Regions from separate parts of the Sus scrofa genome. Here region 2 is linked to region 1. The links are chromatin contacts, called in public HiChIP or PLAC-seq maps. All regions are on one chromosome and are shown on one strand. Each heading gives the region's core, a stretch centred on a gene start, on an enhancer-like site or on the middle of the called end of the contact. The rest is flanking DNA. Distances are from core to core; before and after follow the strand shown. Region 1 overlaps TCF7L2 (transcription factor 7-like 2). Region 2 overlaps TCF7L2 (transcription factor 7-like 2).

The links. HiChIP or PLAC-seq counts read pairs in DNA pulled down with a chosen protein or histone mark.
Region 2: an H3K27ac HiChIP or PLAC-seq map of alveolar macrophages shows a contact between it and region 1. The contact joins two enhancer-like sites. A contact is called at or near these places in 1 of 47 Hi-C or Micro-C datasets (liver) and 1 of 2 datasets of contacts at active chromatin or transcription factors (alveolar macrophages).

Annotation. Positions count from the first base shown.
Region 1 is chr14:123,404,026-123,408,766 of Sscrofa11.1, reverse strand. All of the region lies in intron 4 of TCF7L2 (transcription factor 7-like 2), which reads right to left. Among named protein-coding and RNA genes, the nearest start is that of TCF7L2, 63 kb to the right of the region's middle. Within about 2 kb of position 2,421, at least 8 of the 83 cell types and tissues checked have an H3K27ac peak or open chromatin away from gene starts, as enhancers often do. A contact at or near this core is called in alveolar macrophages, where this site is marked.
Region 2 is chr14:123,532,526-123,537,266 of Sscrofa11.1, reverse strand. TCF7L2 (transcription factor 7-like 2) reads right to left here. Exons shown (of 17, transcript XM_005657478.3): 12 at 4,711-4,741. Among named protein-coding and RNA genes, the nearest start is that of TCF7L2, 190 kb to the right of the region's middle. Within about 2 kb of position 2,431, at least 2 of the 83 cell types and tissues checked have an H3K27ac peak or open chromatin away from gene starts, as enhancers often do. A contact at or near this core is called in alveolar macrophages, where this site is marked.

The DNA.
Region 1 (4,741 bases), core at 1,172-3,671:
GTTTGATGTACAAGATAGAAGGCTGATAGGGTTCGTGTTCATGGAGCAAGCACTCACTGCAGGGAGTTAAAAGGGGAGGCGAGATGCACGCATTCGTATGATAAATGCAGGAAGTCAACAGAGGGGCTGGTTGAGTTGGGTGGCCGAGGAGCAGACCAGCTGCCAATGACACGCCATTACTGTCCACATGGAAACGGGAAAGTAGAGAATAGTTCATTGGAGTATTTAAAACATTTCCCTCTTCCTTTCTTTATGTACCCTGGCAAGGGGCTTTGCCTTGAGAATTCAGCTCCAGCTGCCTGAATGAGGGGAAGCCAAGTTCATGGGGTCCCGCTCAGCCTCTGCTCAGGTATTTTCATTCCACCTGCAAAGTCTTCTGGAGTCTGCCCAACTCGCCCTGCAGACCCAGGGCCTCAGAGCGAATCACACGCTGCCACAAACAGAGGGGAAAAACACTAATCCAGCAAATTCTCTCGAATGACAGTTCAGCCTGTGTCTTTAATGCCAAAGCGCCTCAGGAGCCTTGTTCTTGCCTCCACAAAGTCCCTTGCGCCCTCTCCTTTGGACCACTGAGCCCCCCACTGAGTTAATGGAACCTACTACTATGAGGACCTAAAGCAGCAATATAGGGGTCACGGGGACTGCATGCATTCAGACCAAGTTCCCAGAGCTCCTCTAGAGGCAGCTCAGACCCACTTCAAACCCCAGCTCCATAACTCCAGTCACTCACCAGGGTCTGTACTGAGGGCCTAATATATGCCAAGTGCCGACTCTCAAAGAAATGGAGCTCTTTAAGAGAAGAAAGCAAAGGAGTTCCCTTCATGGCTCAGTGGTTAATGAATCCAACTAGGAACCATGAGGTTGCGGGTTCGATCCCTGGCCTTGCTCAGTGGGTTAAGGATCCGGCGTTGCCGTGAGCTGTGGTGCAGACGCGGCTCGGATCCCACGCTGCTGTGGCTCTGGCGTAGGCCAGTGGCTACAGCTCCAATTAGGCCCCTAGCCTGGCAACCTCCATATGCCACGGGAGCAGCGCTAGAAAAGGCAAAAAGACAAAAAAAAAAAAAAAAAAGAGAGAGACAGAGAAGATAGCAAAACGAACCATCGAGAAGTAGGGTGGGCTTGGGCAAAGGCTTTCATCTCTGTGAGCATTGGCTTCCTCATCTGTAAAATGGGAATACACCCAACAGCCACCTCTCAGAGTTCACAGGCTTGGCACGATGCCTCGCATATGGTGTGGGCTTAGTAAATGCTATTATATTATTAGCTAGCTATGATATTGCTATTAACATGATTGGCACCGTCAGAATAAAACTCCTGGAGCCATTGCACGATTCTAAATCATCCGAAAAAGTAAATCCCTGTTTATGATTCAATGATTAAAGGGAAATGAACACTTGGCCCGAAGTAAAACAAAGTGACCGAAAACATTCCTAGTTAACCAGCCTCGCCTCTCCGGATTACTCCCACCCCATCCTCCCATTCATTCATTCCTAGCCTTCTGGTCAAGTGGAATTTTCCTATTACTACGCTTGGTCTCCCCCACGTCTGCTCTCCAACCAGGTACACCAAAGCTCAGCTGCAGGCCTGGTGTTCTAAGCCACTGTATTTCTTCCCTCCAACTGGTCCTCACACTTAAAGAGATTTCTTAAAATGTCTGCAACCCCAGCAGAATTCTGACTCTTCTCTTTCATGCTCTGCAAACAGCAGACACACAAGGCACAGGTGGCCCACAGAACCAGGGGTTGAGATGCACTAGGTCAGACCCAGCAGCAGCTGCTCCAGGGCTACCAAGAAACCACACGAAATCATCATCTGAAAGAGGTTTTACAATGTGCACACGAAAGAAAAATGACAAAGAAAAAAAAATCTCAAAAAACAAAAACCTGCCACTTTTCTCCCAGACACGTCTTGATTTTTTTTCCCCCTCCTCTACCTTTCTTCGGAAATGTCAATAAGATTTAAAACCTTGCCTGCTAAAAACATTGCCTAAGAGTTCCCACTGTGGCTCAGTGGTAATGAACCTGACTAGTATCCATGAGGACACAGGTTCAATCCCTGGCCTCGCTCAGTGGGTTAAGGATCCAGCATTGCCATGAGCTGTGGTGTACATCGCGGAAGCAGCTCTGATTCAAACCCTAGCCTGGGAACTTTCATATGTCGCGCATGAGGCCCTAAAAAGACAAAAGATAAAAATAAAAAGTAAAAAAAAAAAAAGAATAGAAATTGCCTAAAGAAGGGGTTAGCCAGTTGGGAAAAGGGAAGTCCTCCCTGTACCTCGGGCTCACTACCGTCAGGCAGAAAAACAAGCATGAGCCATTGGCACCCTGTTTGGGGACCATCGCCAAGCCCCAGTCCGGTCCAAAGACCAGCGTGGGTTTCCTCCTGCACTGACCATGTCCTCTGAGGATGGCCAGAGCAAATGTCCAGGCTGTAAACAAGCCAAGTGAGATACCAAACGCCCAGAACAAACACATGTGGGGAGTGCAGTTTATACAGCCAACAGCTCCTTCCATCAGAGATGCTGCCACCCCAAGACCGTACGGTAGGTGCTGGAGAAATAAATGCCAGCTCTCCAACCACCGTTGTTGTTATTAAGTTGATGCTGGTCACATGCGGGGACTTTGGCACTAACGTCAGGAATGCTTTTTCCATTGTTGTTATTACCCAACACTACAGTGTGTCATCAGACATTTATGTTCTAGGAGGTGAAAATAAAGAAGGCGCTGTGTAGCAGGAAAAATGCAAAGAAAGCAATAAGCAGCAGAAATCATCCAAGAGTGGAGTTCTTACCCAGAAATGCCCTCTGCTAGTCCTTTACCTATTTTTTTAGAGAAGTTTTCAGGAAACTGAGCTGGAAGAGCCTAGGCAACCAGCTCGAGGTGACAGGATTTGGAAGTGAAGGTTATGAGGGCAGGAAACATGTTTGCCTCTCGGTGCCCCTGTGCCAAGCCTGAACGGTCTCTTTAAGCCTCATTTAACATTCGACAAATACGTATTGATGCCGGAACCAGGCATGACGTTAGGTGTGGAAGACAGAAGAGAAAGATCACGGGGCCTAAGGTCCCAGCTCTCACCCAACTTGCTGGGTGACAGTGGACAGAGATTCTGGCTCCCTTGATCCCCAGGTATTGTCAAATAATTTCCCCTCATCCCCCTCCCTCTTCAGGTGGATGCAAAGTTTCCCCTAAACCATTACTGAGGTTGCTGGCTGCTCGGCAGCTTCAGGAGTCAGTCAAGACCCGTTCCCTTCCCTCTAACCCCACAACCCTCTCCTGGCTCCCCAAACAAGCCCTGGTTATTTAATATATCTATAAAATAAAGACAATAGAAAGGTATCTGAAAAGCACTTAGACTGTAAAATATAACATCAAATATTCTAAAAACACAAGCTATATTATTACAGGACTGCACCGGCCTCTGCATCCAGTTGCCACACTGTCACTGGGAACTTGCTATTTGCAGAGTCTGAGCAAAGCACACTCGCATCAGGTAAAGCCAAGCCGGGGCAAGGGGTGGGGAGGGGAAGGGGAGTGGGGAGAGGAGGATGAGGGCAGGGGGTTGGGAGGGGAGGTTAAGAGGGGAGCTGGGCTGCACAGAATGCTTGCATTTCCACTCAGGAAAAAGGAGCACAAAGCACTGGATGCAGATGGACCCGCACCCAGTGAGGCGGTAAAGGTAGGGGGAAGCTGTTCTGTTTGCTTCTCTGAGGCGCCCACTACCTTCTTCTCAGTTGGCTCCCCATCAGCCAGGAGGCCACTCCATCTATCTTCCAATCCCTGCTATCAATCAAAAAAGCATTCCAGCCCCATCTTCCCCCACCACCCGCAAAGTAGGCCAGGCACGTTCTGGGTGTTGTGGACCCTCAAGTGAGTGCTAAGGTGGCCTCGCTGCCCTCTGACCTCATTATCTTCAGGCCCAGAAGATTCATTAGTTAAAACAACACACTGCATGTACCAACTTCTAAAAAGCTTACCCTACGGCCAACAGCACTTCCCAGTATTTTCAGAGGCATCCAGCCACTCACCCCCCATTTCTCCTGCTTTTAAAGAAGGGCAAAGGTGACATTTCAGCCCATCACCAGCTCAGAGGTTAGAGCAAAGAAACCAACAGATGGGTGCTGGCTTGTCAAGTCTTTAACATAACGTCAGCTTGCCTCCCTTAGTGCCATCCACAGTGAAACCACCAGACAAATAAGATAGGGGTTTACTTTTTGAGAAGGGGCAGGTGTCAAGCCTGGATGAAATTCACCTGAAAAAAAGCTTGGCTGCCCACGTGACCACATGCACACCCGAAGGGGGGGGGGGAATCAATATATTCAGAACACTCATCTATTTACTGCTTTGAAAAAGAAAAATCAACCACCGTTTAGCAATGCTTTTCTCTAGATGGTGGGATTATGGACAATTCCTTCTTGTTCCTTTACATTTTCTAACACATCATTTGGCTCCTCAAGAAAAAAAAAATTTTTGAGAAAATATATTTTCCAGTAAACTAGCTGAGAGCCATAACTTAGGTAGGACATAAAAGGTGAAAGGGGCCGCCACATTTGGTGACATTTAAGTTGGCTGGTAACTCGGTGGGTCAGTTACGTTTGCTGGGGTCAAGCCACTGCCCCACTTCCCCAAAAGGACTCACGGGCCCCTAAACCCAGGGAGCCTGTCTTATAAACCAAAGACACAGTTTCTCCCGGATCCTCACGGGGACGTCTTCAAAGGTGCTCCGGTCACAGGGGGAACCCCAT
Region 2 (4,741 bases), core at 1,182-3,681, 130 kb before region 1:
CCTCCATCCAGGCTCCTGGGTATCTGCCAACCCCCAACCCCTTTAATCCAAGCGCCCTTCAACTGGGCTCTGGGTGGACGACCGCACACCCAGCAGGAAAAGAGTGGATCAGCGGGGTGGCAGGTAGGACCTCTCTTCGAGCGCATCGATGTCCATCCTCACACCTGACCCCAGCACTCATGAAAGGGGACCAGAGCGGGATGATGGGGAAGACTCGGGGAGGCTGAAGAGACAGCGTTCCAAGTGGCCCAAGAGCTAAGGGACAAATGGACGTTGGGACGGCTGGGTGGACTCAAGAGAGCCTCCGTGCCCCATGCAAATCTCTTCTTTATAAGGCCAAATGGTTCTCATTCGGAATCAAAAAATAAAAATCCCCTTCGTAGGGGATTTTCTTTGCCCTGTAGCACTGGCCTTGGTTTTAAAGCGGAGGGTGGAACAAAGGCGAAACAACCAGAAGCGATCTGAGCAATTTTTCAGACTCCTGAGTGGACATCCCTAAGGGGGAACATCCTGTTCTTGCCATTTTCCTCTACCATGACAATACCCTTCGTAAGAACAGTTACCATTCACGGGGCACATGCTCTGTGCCAGACAGAATTCTAAGAGTGCCATGTCTAGCGACTCATGTATCTTCACACAATCCTCTGCAACCACGATTTTACAGACAAGGAAACTGAGGCACAGAGAGTTTCATGAAAGTTCCTGAGACGACATGAGAAGGCGGGGCCATGATGGGAACCAGGCGATCGTGGTCCCCCAGCTCTCATCCACTAGGCTACGCTGCCTCCATACAGACCGCCCGGCCCTCCGAGGAAGGCTTTTCATGCATCATGGGAGACGAACTGCATGGAGCCATTCTCATTCTCCAGCCTGACCCTCCCCGACATCCAGACAGTCTGCTGCAGCTGCGGACGTGCAACGGGAGCAGGAAAGAATTCTGTGGAGGTAACCGCCTCCTTCCTGATCTGAAACTAGGCCTCCCTCACCCGGGAGCTCCACCCTATCCACGTGCTGCAGCTGCCCGGTGTACATGCAATGTCACGAGCAGGAGGAACCTGTGTTCCGACGCGTCTATTTGTGTCAGAACATCTAAATATTAACCTTTGCTAAAAGTTCTCATGGTATGTTGACACTGACTCAAGAAGAGACAGCAACAGCCACTGGGTGAAAACTTGAGAATCCATAAGGCCCTGTGAGGAGCCCCCCCAAGGCAGAGATGCCACACGGTTTCAGGTCCACCTAAAGACTGAGAGTCAGCAGTTCTAGAGAAAGCCTCTCAGACCTGCGGGCTGTGCCACTTGGGACATCTGTCTGGGTCTTCGGTTCAGTGTTACCCTTTGAAACATTTCATGTTCCTTGGCATCCAGTTTAAGAAAGGAAGAAAGGAAACCAAGAAGTTCCTGTGCTTTTGCACGAGCCCCCATGGCCCATCCTCGTGTCTGTGCCACTCCTGCGTCAGAAGCAGAGTGCCACCCGGCCATCCTCGAAGAGGCAGGAGGGTCCAGTGTCAGCTTCTTTAGAAGCTGAAATAAAGCTTCAACTGCGCACAGAAACATGTCGGTTCCAGGCAGCCCCCCCCCGCCCCCCAGCCAAGGGCTTCCCAGTCATTTCGAATGCTGTGCTCAGCCGCGTCCAGTCCCCCGCAATATATTCTGAGAGGCAGCTGAAAATTCCACTACCCCTGGGAAGGATTTAGGATACACTGATAAAAATAATTGACAACTGAGAGGTTCATGACTGAGAAAATGATCATTTAGACTAAAGATTCTAGAGGACTGGGAATGTGTTTTAAGCGGAAGAGAATGGAAGAAAATACACACTATCTAGAGAAGAGAGAGATGCAGTTCAAGGGAGCTGGCCATCCCATTAGCTCTTTGAATGTAATGAGAGAAAAGCCCTCAACTCTGGTGGTGAGGTGCGGGGAAACCCTCCAGATAGGCAACATGGCCTGGGATTTATCTCCTTTACCTAAGTTGGAAGGGCCAGAAAGGAAATAACGTTGAATTTCAAGGCCATGGGTTAGTGATCACTATGGGACCAAAATGTTTTCTCTTCTGTTCCAGAACGTACCAAGTCTGACAACCCAAATGTGACTGTTTCACTCAATTCTACTTCGCTAAGATAGTGTTATAAAGGCTTCTGTCACCACTGGGCTAGAAAAGTAGGAATGTGGTGAAAGCAGCATAAGATGGTTAGCTCAGAAAGCTTCCCAGAAGACCCCTCTGCACTTTACAATACCCAAAGTAATTTACAGAAGCATCCTTGTCAAGTCAGTTTAAAAAACGAACCCCAAAACCCCCAACTAACTAGTCTCTACCACAATCAAATCCATACAAGTTTTAACTCTGATTCTTGCTCCACAGACTGTTCAGTTCCTAGGGGAGGGAGGGAGGAGGGAGGTGGCAGGACGGAAAGAGGAAGGGAGGAAGGGCTGTGTGTGTTCACACCCATATGTAGTGAGCCACAGATCGTGGACTCTACAGCTAGTAAAGCTCCTATAGCCCCAAATCCAGAGCTACCTCTAAACTTTCTCAAGTCTTATCAGGGGTTCCCCTATTACACCAAACCTCGTCCAAATATAAAACTGAACTAAAGTCGTTTTACGTGTCTCATGACCTTCTGAAACCTAGAAAGCACTTCACAAAAAGCCTCGGGCAATACCCTGTCTGACTCCAGGAAAGTCCATGGCAGGATTCTTTTGAAGCTTTCACAAAGTCGGCCTTGTACCTTTGTGGAGATCTCACCCTGCACAACTCCAGGGGGCACCACGCACACAGACCATAGTGTAAATGGCACACCCTAAAGTTGTGCAGTGCACGCCCTGCACAGCTATACATGAAGGCCCCACTATGACCCAAAATGTCTCCTGGGGATGTGATACCTATAGAGTAGCTGAATTCCTCTCTGTGGTACAACTCTAGATTACTCAAAGAATTGGGTCTGTAGCAGGAAGGAGCTGGAGATGAACTCTAAGAACTTCTGACCCGAAACCAAGAGAGGATCTGTCCTGAAATGAGGTGGCTATATGTGTGGAGGCTGCAGAGCCTGCCTGCTGCTGGCAATCTCCACCTCGAGGTCAGGCGGGGGTGAGCAGCAAGCCTGTGGGAGAGCATTAACTTTCTTATCCTCTTCCTTTCAGCTCCAGAAGAAAGGCTTCTCCACTGAACACCTGCTGGGGACAAATGGAGAGGTCCCAAGCAGTTAAGACCCTGTGCACGACCATCTGTGAGTGACAAGGGCTGAGCGGAACAAACGTGCCACTAAGAAGTACAAGCACTAATTCCTGCTTCAACTCCCAGAGGAATACCGTCTAGTGCGGCCAGCGAAGGGCGAGAGGACCTTCGGGAAGGTGGGGGCAGCAGTGACAGAGACATGGGTGTCACACCCAACCATTTCTGTACCCCATCCTTCCCATCCACATGCAAAGAGCAGAGGAGCCCCACATGTTCACAGTAGGAGACTAGAGAGTGATGAAACTTGAAAAAGCTCGTCAGAGCAAGCAGAAAACAGCCTTCACTCAGGACCCGCACATTCAGCCAGATGTTTGTGACTTCCTGATGGCTGGTAAGTTCTGAGAGAGTGCATATGTCTGATTTAACCCCGCATCCTCGCAATGCTGTGGGCACCAGAAATTCACAATTGGAGATAACTGGATGGTTCTCAACCCACATACACCGAGGATGAATGACCAGGGGAGAGCTAGGTCAGGGAGCACTGATGGGTAGAAGAACCATCCACAGCTCCATGCTGCCAATAAGAAATGGGAGGAGAAGACTGCTACTGGCATTAAGACAGGTTTTGTTTTTTAACCAAAGAGCGGATAGTAAAAATCGCTTCATGAAACTAAATGCCATGTAATACAGTAAGGGGCAAAATAAAAGACATTTCATCCATTTAGAGCGGAAAGTGAGCCCAAGCTTGAGCTACTGGGCAAAATACAGAATAAGAAAGAACAGTGAGAAGTGACAGAGGACAGTAGTTAGTTAATGGGAGTAGAAGGCTCTTGAGTGTCACAATCACTGTGATGAGTGTAAAGCACAAGCCTAAGGTATGTTCTAAAACCCAGGAGGGGAAATGAGGCAAATCCTGCAGCCACCACAGACCCCTGGCTGGGCCCCTGAGTCACTGCATCCATCCTGCTAAGGGATGACTTCCACTGGCTACTTTCAGGGATATTCCCATCATGCCCCTCTCAAGATGAACCAGGCTTCCAATTTCTACGGCACCAGAGGCTAAGGCAACTGTTTCATTTTCCCCTTATGAGTGAAGGCCCTGCTAGGACACCTGTGAGGAAGTAAACTCTCTCCCTCCTCGCCTACTGGTCTTTTCTGCAAGGCCACCCCATGCACTGCTGCTGAGAAGCACAAAAATACCCCATGGACCACTGCTGTATCCTTAGAGCCCCATCTCTTCAAAGACATGGGCAAGAAGGTGTGGACAGCCCCAAGCTGACCCCCTACATCCCCTGAGCTGGAACACCAGGACACCAGCCACCCCTCCTCCTTGGAGAAGTATCGCACGCTGATGCGGCCACACACAAGGCCAAGGCAAAATCCTCCAATCCGCCACTCGGTAAGATGCCAACAGTCCTGGGAGCGGCAGACTGAAGGTACTGAGGCCTGATTCAAACTGGCAGGTGGTGTCCTTGGGCCAGATGCACACCCAACACACCGTTATAGAGTCTAGTCCTGAGAGAAAGGAACCACCTACATAGTTATCCCGTGCGGACCAGCCGGGGTAC